Linked DNA regions of Drosophila melanogaster: region 2 is linked to region 1. The links are chromatin contacts, called in public HiChIP or PLAC-seq maps. All regions are on one chromosome and are shown on one strand. The core of a region is the stretch at or near the end of the contact, and the rest is flanking DNA. Distances in the headings are between cores, read along the strand shown.

Region 1 (5,399 bases), core at 1,186-3,685:
CAGATCACTCCAACTCCACGCAAGCGTCGCCCACGAGCACCTTGAAACACAATCGTCCCAGGGCCAGGTCCGCCGATGAGAGCAATAAAAATCTGCTTTTAAGAGACGCCAAAAGTTCCGAGGAAAACTGGGTAAGCTAAGATTACTTGTGCGGTCACTCACGTATTTAAAATAATCAAAAAATGTTATATTCCTGCAGAATATTCTGGCGGAGGAGATTTTAATTGGGCCGCGCATCGGATCGGGTTCCTTTGGAACCGTTTATCGCGCCCATTGGCACGGTCCCGTGGCCGTAAAGACACTCAACGTGAAGACACCGAGTCCCGCCCAGTTGCAGGCGTTTAAGAACGAGGTGGCCATGCTGAAAAAGACGCGCCACTGCAATATCCTCCTCTTCATGGGCTGTGTATCCAAACCATCTCTAGCGATTGTGACCCAGTGGTGCGAGGGCAGCAGTCTCTACAAGCACGTCCATGTCAGCGAAACCAAGTTTAAATTGAACACGCTCATCGATATCGGACGTCAGGTGGCCCAGGGCATGGATTACCTGCATGCCAAGAATATCATTCATAGGTGGGTTTCCGTATGGTCATCAGTTGTAATCGGTTAATAATTATATTTTCATTTCTCTCTTTTAGAGACCTCAAGTCAAACAACATCTTTTTGCACGAGGATCTTTCCGTGAAGATAGGCGACTTCGGATTGGCCACTGCGAAAACTCGATGGTCGGGTGAAAAGCAAGCCAATCAACCCACGGGCAGTATTTTATGGATGGCTCCAGAGGTGATTCGCATGCAGGAGCTAAACCCCTACTCCTTCCAGTCGGACGTTTATGCCTTTGGTATCGTGATGTACGAACTGTTGGCGGAGTGCTTGCCCTACGGTCATATTAGCAACAAGGATCAGATCCTGTTTATGGTGGGGCGAGGACTTCTGCGTCCGGACATGAGTCAAGTGCGCTCGGATGCGCCGCAGGCATTGAAGCGCTTGGCCGAGGATTGCATTAAGTATACCCCCAAGGATCGACCGCTCTTTAGGCCGCTGCTCAATATGCTGGAGAACATGCTGCGCACTTTGCCCAAAATTCATCGCAGTGCCAGTGAACCAAACTTGACGCAATCGCAGCTGCAGAACGATGAGTTTCTGTATCTGCCCAGCCCGAAAACGCCGGTGAACTTCAACAACTTTCAGTTCTTCGGCAGCGCTGGGAATATCTAGACAGCGACCTGTACCTGTACTTACATATATCCTGCGTGATCAACGTGATCCTACATCTATATACTTTTTGTTCTTGTCCCTCTGTACATAAGCGATTCGCGAAGGGGACGGCTTTGGTTGTCCACCAAAGTGAAAGAGAGAGAGAGAGAGAGAAAGAGAGAGAGATGGGTTGCCTGCCGACCCGGGAGCGAAACTTGCTTCTTTCCTTGGAACTGACAAAGTGCATTTCTGTTACCACACACAAAACGACTACAAACTGTAAACTAAACTGCAACGCCCATGTGTACATAACTGCATCATAACTTATATACGTTAGGCAAGACTACTGAAACTAAACTAAACTAAACTAAACTAGCTGATCGCAATTACATTATACACATTATACTTATACTACAAGAGATGGTGTTGTTTCTGGAGTCGAGCACGATGAAGAACATTTAATTCAGGTATTATTTGTTATTCATTGTCATTAACTACTTCTTGGTTTATGTTTACACACAAGGTTCTAGGAATTTTTAAGTATGGAACCACCCAGCCGTATATTCAATTAGAAACACCACTCATTCAGTTGGATAAACTTTATTCATTTAGCAACAGAAAGGCGTGATCCGGAGGATCCTAAACATATCTGCTGGCGATGGCCAGAACCTTGGTGTAATCGGCTCCTTTGGCCAGCGTCTTCTCCTTGAGGATGGTTCGCAGGATCGTGGGAATGGGCACATGGATGCGAGTGCCCAGCGGACTGCCATTGTCGTCGATGAGCACCAGGTTGTTGCTATCGAATTTCGGCTGTTTGGGCTTCTGGTTCTGCTTGAGTCCCACGAGAATGCCCTTCTTCATCTGTCCCTTGATGGCCACCAGCACCTTATCGCCAATGAAGCCGACTCCGCGTTTGTTGTAGACATGGATGCACCTCGGTGGTCGCCCCTCGGCCATCGCTTTCTTTCCCAAATCGCTGTTGTCCACCACCCGTAACCGGGCCAATTTCCGGATTTCGCAGCACGCCGGCGTTGTGTGAATCAATTGCTGTGTTTGCTGGCCGCCCAGGGTTACCGCCAGTGGTTGGGCCACTTGTCTAACTGTTTTCAGGATGCGCAGCGCCATTATTCGCAGGTATTATTGTAGTTCCTATTTTATTTAATTCATTAAACTCAAGGGAAACGCACAACAAAAATAAATTATACAATTCCTTTTAATCGTACGACAGCGTTGCCACATCGCGGCGAAAATACCATATGATTTAGCTACAGCGCAGTTATCGATGTTACGACCTAACAGAGCAAGCAGCTGTTAAGAGCGGACTATTTGAACAGTACTGTTAAAAGGCAAGTTTTATTTTAATTCAAATTATTCCTCGTTTCGTTTTTTAATTGAAAATTGGCTTGTTGAGAATAATTCAGGTCAGTCGATCGTCTTTCAACAACGATCACAGTCATTAGCAAAACCAACCGTTATTCTCGTCACCCTCACTTTTTAAACATCCAAGTGCGAGGTACAAAGAAACACACATTTAACTTCTGTTTTTATTTTTTTATTTTATTCAGTTTAATACAATGCCATATATATATATACACATCAGCGCATTAACTGCAGTTGTTTAAAAATAATTTATTAGCATTAGTAACTCTCGGTATTGGGCTAGTTTGTTTCGCTACCGTTTGCTTTTATTTATTTGACACGACTAAGTAGACCAGTCCCATTGGTTAGAAAATTGGTTACTATATTTCACTATGACGTAAGAAATATTATATCGGCATAATAACATACATATATATATATAGATATATATTTATATAGATAAATTTTGCGCTTTTCGTTTTCTTGTTAATTTTTTGGGTTCTCTTGTGACCTAATGACTAAAACAAACTTTTAAAAAACTACATAGTTCATAACAAAAACTAAGATTAGTTAAAAAAATGTGGGGGGGGGGGGCACTTTAAAAGCACGGGGATGAGGTGAAAATAAGTTTTACTAAATCTTGGCTTTATCGAAATTATATACAAACTCAACACAAAATGTATTGTTAACGGTTTAAAAAATATATAACTTGTGCGCTGCTTCAATAATTTTTGCCCGACTCTCCTCAGTTCACTTTCAAAAACTTAGGATCGGTTGAGGTCCTCGCGTTTGAAGTTCCGTATCGCGTCCAACAGTTGGGAGCGCGGATCAGGCGCGGTGGGACCACTGCGTCCGCCGTTGGTTTTCACGGGCTGCAGTGCCGGAGGCGGCGGCGGAGGGGAGGGTGTGGTCGCTGGCTGGACAGTGGGCTTGAGTTTGACCTGCAGGCTCACCGGCTTAGTTTCTGGCTCCTGGAGCTTTACCTCCACTTTGGTGGACTTCAGAGCGACGTAGCCACTTATTGACGGCGGTGCTGGTTTGCTTTCTGGCGGGGACTTGGGCGCGGTAGCTGAAGAAGGAATGCTTTCGTTCACGGACACCCTTATTCTCAAGGCCTGCTCCTGTTCCTGCTGCTCCTTGGCCAACATACGTTCCTTGAAGCCTGTGCGGCGTAGAGTACTCTGGCCAAAGGGCGCTGGTGCAGGATTGGCTTCCACTGGTCTGTTCCTCTCCAAACTGGAAACAGGGCGTGGAAGGGAGTTCATGGTCAAGTGGGAGACCATTTGGTTGTTTTGGGCAGCGGGTAGAGTGAATCGATTGCTTTTGGCTGGACGCGGCAATGTAGAGGAATGGTTTTGAAGGGAGTTTTGGTCCTGATCCAGTGGTTTTTCTATACGTTTTTGTACCGGCTTCACCGGCGTTTTAGGCTTTACTTTAACTGAAACACTTTCCTTTTCGATTTCTTGATCCTTTAGCTCCTGGACCTCCGGCTTCTCCTTCTTTTCCTGCTGTTGATTTTCCAAAATCTCATCCTTTAGTGGCTTAACCGTAATGGGAACATGATACTCCTTTCCCTGCGGAATACCCATCCTCAAAATGGGTGAAGCCACTCCGATGGTGAGCTTGGAAGGCGGTGAAGTCAACTGTTGCGACTTCCCTGCCCCGCCAAAGATATAGTCGCCTTCGTTCTTAATGGCCACAGTGGATTTGGGTCGCTCGCTCCAGGTGGCGAAATTAATGCTCGGTGGTCCGGAATACCGATATGTGGTTGGCAGAGGCTTGGAGCTCGGAGCTGGTTCATCCCGCTGGCTTTGTTCAATTTCCGCCATTGTGTTATTGGGGTTTCGTAAATTAACCGGACTGACTGGAGTGGCTGGGGTATTTGGAGGAGTTATCGTGGATTGGGAGCTCTCATTGCCTGATGATTCCTCCTTGACTGCTTCAACTTTTGGGAATGGATCTGGGACCTTCTTGACAGCTGGCGGAGACATCTTTGACACAATAACAAATGACTCCTTCATGGACTCAAGTGGCGGCGATTCTTTCTGTACAACTATCTCCTTTTGATGCAACGAAACAGCTTGCTCCTCGACAGATTTCACAGCTGGAGGTAACGATGGCCTTTCAACTGGAGAAGTTCTCTGCTCTTGTACGGCAGGAGATGACTTCTGCAGTGCAGGAGAAGACGGATAAGGTTCCTGCACAGCTCTGAAAGTCGGAGATGTAGGTTTCTCAACTCCAGGATTCGACTTTTTCGGGACAGGCGTAGGTGACTGTTGCGAAGCTTCAGAACGAGAGGAACTGATGTCTTTTACTCCATCCACTGATGATTGTTCTTTGGCCAGGCTCTCCAGCTGCTTAATGATCTTTGGTTGCTCTGTAACAGGAGTAGATGCACTGCCTCCACTTTCGGCCAGACTGTTCTTTCTAGAGTTCAGAATGGTCTTGATAACCTCTGGACTTTGCAATGATGGTGATTCACCAATGCTCAACTCACTAGACGAGCGTCTCTGACCCAAACCAATGCCATTCTGCTCCAGCTTGTTTAGGGAGACGTGAGAAGAGCTGCGATGACTTAGAGCTCTTCCGGATGAGGCTACCTCTGTCCCTCCGCCTGAGGCGCCTGCCTGAAAGGAGTCAGCTCGTCCAATCCTCGTCGTACTTTTCGCCGTAGTTATGCTGAAGTTAGCCAATCGATTTGGTTTGGCCGATTCGATTTCAACCATTTGGGGATCGGGTTGTTTCTTTATCAACGTATCCAGACGCTGTTGGTTGATTATAGTGGCCAGTTCATCCACGATCTCGTCTAGCGGCGAGCCAGGACTTAACGAACCAGCATTGCG
Region 2 (4,684 bases), core at 751-3,250, 100 kb after region 1:
GATGATGTTGTCAAAATTGGTATACAGTGTTTGTTTGTATCGGTTGGTATGCGCCCGTGTGCTATTGTTTTCGATCTCAATTGCAGGCTTACTTGGCCAGCGCCGTTTGCTGGTTTCTTGGGCAGCGGAGGTAGCGGCTTGCTGGGCGCCTCCAGCACCGCGTTCGGAGCATCCAGCTGCTCCTGGTCGTGTTTCTGAGGGAGATTCAGTTTAATTGCAGCGTCGCAGGCCTCCAGCGTTTCGCAGGAGGACGAGGCAACCGCCGGTAGCCCCTTTTCATCTTCGTGTCCGTCCTCATCCTGCTGCTCTTCCGCGTTCGACCGCTCCAGGGCTAGATCTCTGGCCATGCAGTTGCCATTTCCATTTCCATTCGCCAGCGGCGGCAGGAAACGCAGCTCCATCACGTTGCGGTTCTGGAACATTGGACTCTCAATTTGCGGGCGAATCTCGACGAGATTTGGCAGAGTTACCAAGCGAAAGTGACAGAGACAGCAAGAGAGAGGGCAAGCGAGACAGAGATACCACGTTCGAAGGGGTGTTTACAATTTGAATTTGAATTTTGACCAACCAACCAGCGAAAAGTTTTGGATGAAGCTGTGTGAAAATTGAGCTCGAGTTTAGACCCGGAAGTTCATGGTTTACCTTATCGGATGCCGTTTCCTGGGCCAGCGGATTGGGCGTAATATTCATCCTCGGAATCACTCCGTTGAGGCGCCTTACATCGCCACTTTTGTGGTGGCCACCAACTCCCAGGACGGCGGAGGTAACAAAGTCCGCTTGAATGTGTTCCAATTGCGGTTTGTTCTCATCTGTGTATGCAGAGATTTAATTTGATAAGCATGAGAATATTCCACTCCATTAAGCTGGACTTACCCTCCGGCTGAGAGTTTTCCCGTCTCTTTAGGCAAAGGCAGACCACCAATGAGGCGATGAGGAGTAGTATGCCTCCGCCAGCGGCACCTGCGATCAGTGGATATAAGGAGTTCTGGTGCTGTTCCACTGCCTTATTGGCTGGCACTGGCGTGGCCGAAGATGAAGCCGGTTGCTCGTGCGTTTCTAAGAAGGAACACAAGTTAAAACATATTTTAAGGCCATCATAGCCCAACCTGAGCTGCACTCACTTCTGGTCCTCGCTTGCCGAATAGCACTGAATTCAGAGGCTGCGTCGGAGTTGAACGATTGCAATTTGAACTCATAAGGGGTTCCTGGACGAAGGAGGTCTATCTTGAAGCTCCTGCTCATTCCGCCATCCACCGTGGCCTTCAAATACTCCGCTGCTGAGTCCGCTGGCCTATAGTAGGCATAGTACCCGTCTATATCCTCATTTTGAGTCGAGGATACCAGGGACCAATGGAGCACCACGGCCGACTCGGAAAGCGTCTCCACCTCGCGTAGTTCCGGCACTGGCAGATTCGACTTGGACGTTCCATTCTGCAGGAAGAACTTGAGGGAGGTGTTGCCCTCCTTGTTGTCGTTATTGGAGTACACCGCCACGATCCGGAAGCGGTAGTACTTGCCGGCGGTCAGTCCCGTAACGGAGGAGGTGAAGTTCTTGGGCGGATTGCCCATTTCATACTCCCTGTCCCGGTTCCGCGCCCGCCAGTGACTGTTCCCCTGGCCAGGCCCGGATCCGTGCGCGTTTCCGTACGGGATATTGTCGCTGGTCGTCTGCCAGTTCTTCCTCCGATTTTTTCCGTCGCCCAACATGCGATACTGCACCTTGAAAAAGGTGATCTGGAGTCCAGAGTTTTGTGGCACACTCCAGCGCAGCATCACGGACTCGTCCGACAGACGGGTGACATTGGGTCGTGACGGAGGCACCATGCTCGCTGTAACAAGCGTTTTTATTAGGTTTATTTTAATTAATTGTCTTGATGTTATTATTTACAATTCTGAACATTTGAATATCTGGCGTTGCCAGACCAGATCATCGATGTACATTTTCATATAAAATCGATGATAAGGAATAAGATCGGATAATTGCTATTCAGAAAGCTCATGAACACTAAGCAACTGACGGAACAATAAATTTATAGATACAAAAATGTAAATTGTTAAAAATGCTGCAGAAGTTAACTTGTTAAAATTAAACGTGTAAAAGACCAACATTATCGATAGATTAGTGATGCAGAATTTAGAGTACACATGATATCGATTGGTATCGACACTACGGCATCGATACCAACTCTCGCATATCGTAAGTGTTTACCAGCTCTGATATTCGAGTGAAAATGTGTGCGTGTAAGCGATTTATTTATTGAGCGGCGACTCTCGGGCGTCCAAAAACTTTTTTATTTCTTTATGTAAACCAACGCGAGCCAAGTCAAGTGCAATATAGAATTGGTGGCTGCATGTCGGGTGCAAGGGGTACCAAGACGGTGACTGACGCACACTAACACACGGGCGCGCGCGCTGCTGCGTCTGTGTGTGCGTGTGTGTGTGCCAGCCACTACTGTGTGTGTATAAGTGTATACAGCGAAGAAGAAGCAAGGACTCAAACTCAAGTGAAAAACTCAAAACAAACTCAAATGTCGGCGCAGGGTGAAGGGGGCGGTGCTGGCGGAAGCGGCGGCGGTGGTGCTGGTTCGGATGGAGGCGGCAATGCTGGCCAAAGCTCCACGGGGAGTGGCACAGTGGCGGTCACCAACGGAGGCAACTCGTCCGCCAAAAACCAGCTGCCGCTCACCCCGCGCTTCACCGCCGAGGAAAAGGAGGTCCTGTACACCCTGTTCCATTTGCACGAGGAGGTCATCGATATCAAGCATCGCAAGAAGCAGCGCAACAAGTACTCCGTCCGAGAAACATGGGACAAGATCGTCAAGGACTTCAACTCGCACCCGCATGTGAGCGCCATGCGGAATATCAAGCAGATCCAGAAATTCTGGCTAAACTCCAGGTGCGAAATAGTGTTTATGTGGTTGGAAAATGTTGCTAGAGTGGTCCAGGTTCCACAATTCCCACCTCAGCAAAATCTAGCTTTTAACTCCCTATCTTGTTATTTGTGATTTTCTGTTTAGACTCCGCAAACAGTATCCGTACAGGGATGGCAGCTCCTCAAATCTCAGCTCTGGTAGCGCCAAAATCAGCTCCGTATCCGTGTCCGTTGCGTCGGCGGTGCCACAACAGCAGCAGCAACAGCATCACCAGCAGCATGACAGCGTTAAGGTGGAACCCGAGTACCAGATTAGTCCCGATGCCTCCGAGCACAATCCACAGGCGGACACATTCGACGAGATCGAGATGGATGCCAACGATGTGAGCGAGATTGACGAGGACCCAATGGAGCAGCAGCAGCAACAGCAGCAGGAGGCTCAGGCCCAAGCCCAAGCCCAAGCCCAAGCTCAGGCCCAAGTGCAATCCGCCGCCGCCGAGATGCAGAAGATGCAACAGGTGAACGCGGTGGCTGCGGCGGCGGCGGCCAATGCCACCATGATCAACACCCACCAGATAAACGTGGACCAGATCAGTGCTGAGAAGCTGACTCTGAATGATCTGCTGCACTTCAAGACAGCTCGCCCCCGCGAGGAGATCATATTGATTAAGCACCCAGAGGCTACCGGTGAGATTGTACACCCTTCTTAAAGATCCCCTTCAAAGTCTAAATTCTTCCTTTTCGTTTAGCCACCCAGATCCACACCATACCCACCCAGGCGCAGCAGCATCCAATGGCCACAATTACCGCCGGCGGCTACAATCAGCAGATCATTAGTGAGATCAAGCCGCAGCAAATCACTTTGGCCCAGTACCAGGCTCAGCAGCAACAGCAGGCTCAAGCGCAGGCCCAGGCCCAAGCGCAGGCTCAAGCGCAAGCTCAGGCACAAGCCCAGGCCCAAGCACAGGCGCAACAGCTTGCCCAGCAGCAACTTGCTGCCGCTCAACATCAGCAACTAGCCGCCGCCGTCCAAGTGCATCACCAGCAGCAGCAGCAACAACAGGCGGCCGTTGCCGTCCAACAGCAACAGGCAGCAGCGGCGGCGGCGGTTAAGATGCAACTAACCGCCGCCACGCCCACGTTTACCTTCAGCGCCCTGCCCACAGTTACGGCTGCAACGACAGTGCCCGCGGCGGTTCCAGTGCCTGTGGCCACTGCATCATCGGGATCTGCGAACTCAGTGGCGGTCAACACATCAACAGCCTCCTCCGTGAGTATCAACAACACCAGCCTGGGCGGAGGAGGGGGTAATGGAGCCACTAATGCGTCTGCTACCGCTGCGGACAGCTTCGAAGAGCGAATGAACTACTTCAAAATCCGCGAGGCTGAACTGCGCTGCAAGGAGCAGCAGCTGGCCACAGAAGCCAAGCGCATTGAACTCAACAAGGCGCAGGATGAACTCAAGTACATGAAGGAGGTGCATCGACTTCGAGTCGAGGAGCTGACAATGAAGATACGCATCCTGCAAAAAGAGGAGGAACAACTGCGGAAGTGCTCCACTTCATGAGGTCTGGAGGACATAAGCGACGCCGACGGTGACGATGATGAGGAGGATGCGGATGCCTATTTGGATCGCTTCAACCATGGGGGCTTTTAATTCGTTAGTTTTAGGTATACAACTACCATCAACCTATCCCTATCCCAATTCCACTTTCCACACACATTTTTTTGTTTAGGTTTTTTTTCTAGTTGTCGCGGGGCGGGGGACAGCGGTGCGACTTTAGTCCATCGCTGGCCAGGATTACCGACTAA

What was found. HiChIP or PLAC-seq counts read pairs in DNA pulled down with a chosen protein or histone mark.
Region 2: an H3K27ac HiChIP or PLAC-seq map of the Kc167 cell line shows a contact between it and region 1, with 5 times the contacts expected there. The contact joins the promoter of z here to the promoter of mRpL14 in region 1. A contact is called at or near these places in 31 of 107 Hi-C or Micro-C datasets (the D17-c3 cell line, the Kc167 cell line, the ML-DmBG3-c2 cell line and 10 more) and 2 of 6 datasets of contacts at active chromatin or transcription factors (both in the Kc167 cell line).

The regions. Positions count from the first base shown.
Region 1 is chrX:2,342,214-2,347,612 of dm6, forward strand. It overlaps mRpL14 (mitochondrial ribosomal protein L14), which reads right to left and starts at 2,436. Exons shown (of 1, transcript NM_080309.4): 1 at 1,784-2,436. The coding sequence starts at 2,322. The coding sequence ends at 1,837. Raf (Raf oncogene) reads left to right here. Exons shown (of 7, transcript NM_001103397.3): 5 at 1-131; 6 at 200-573; 7 at 639-1,657. The coding sequence ends at 1,218. CG2841 reads right to left here. Exons shown (of 4, transcript NM_001258559.2): 4 at 2,736-5,399. The coding sequence ends at 3,321.
Region 2 is chrX:2,445,769-2,450,452 of dm6, forward strand. z (zeste) reads left to right here and starts at 2,001. Exons shown (of 3, transcript NM_080312.2): 1 at 2,001-2,896; 2 at 3,018-3,559; 3 at 3,622-4,684. The coding sequence starts at 2,529. The coding sequence ends at 4,439. boi (brother of ihog) reads right to left here. Exons shown (of 9, transcript NM_166940.3): 6 at 1,122-1,829; 7 at 874-1,056; 8 at 643-809.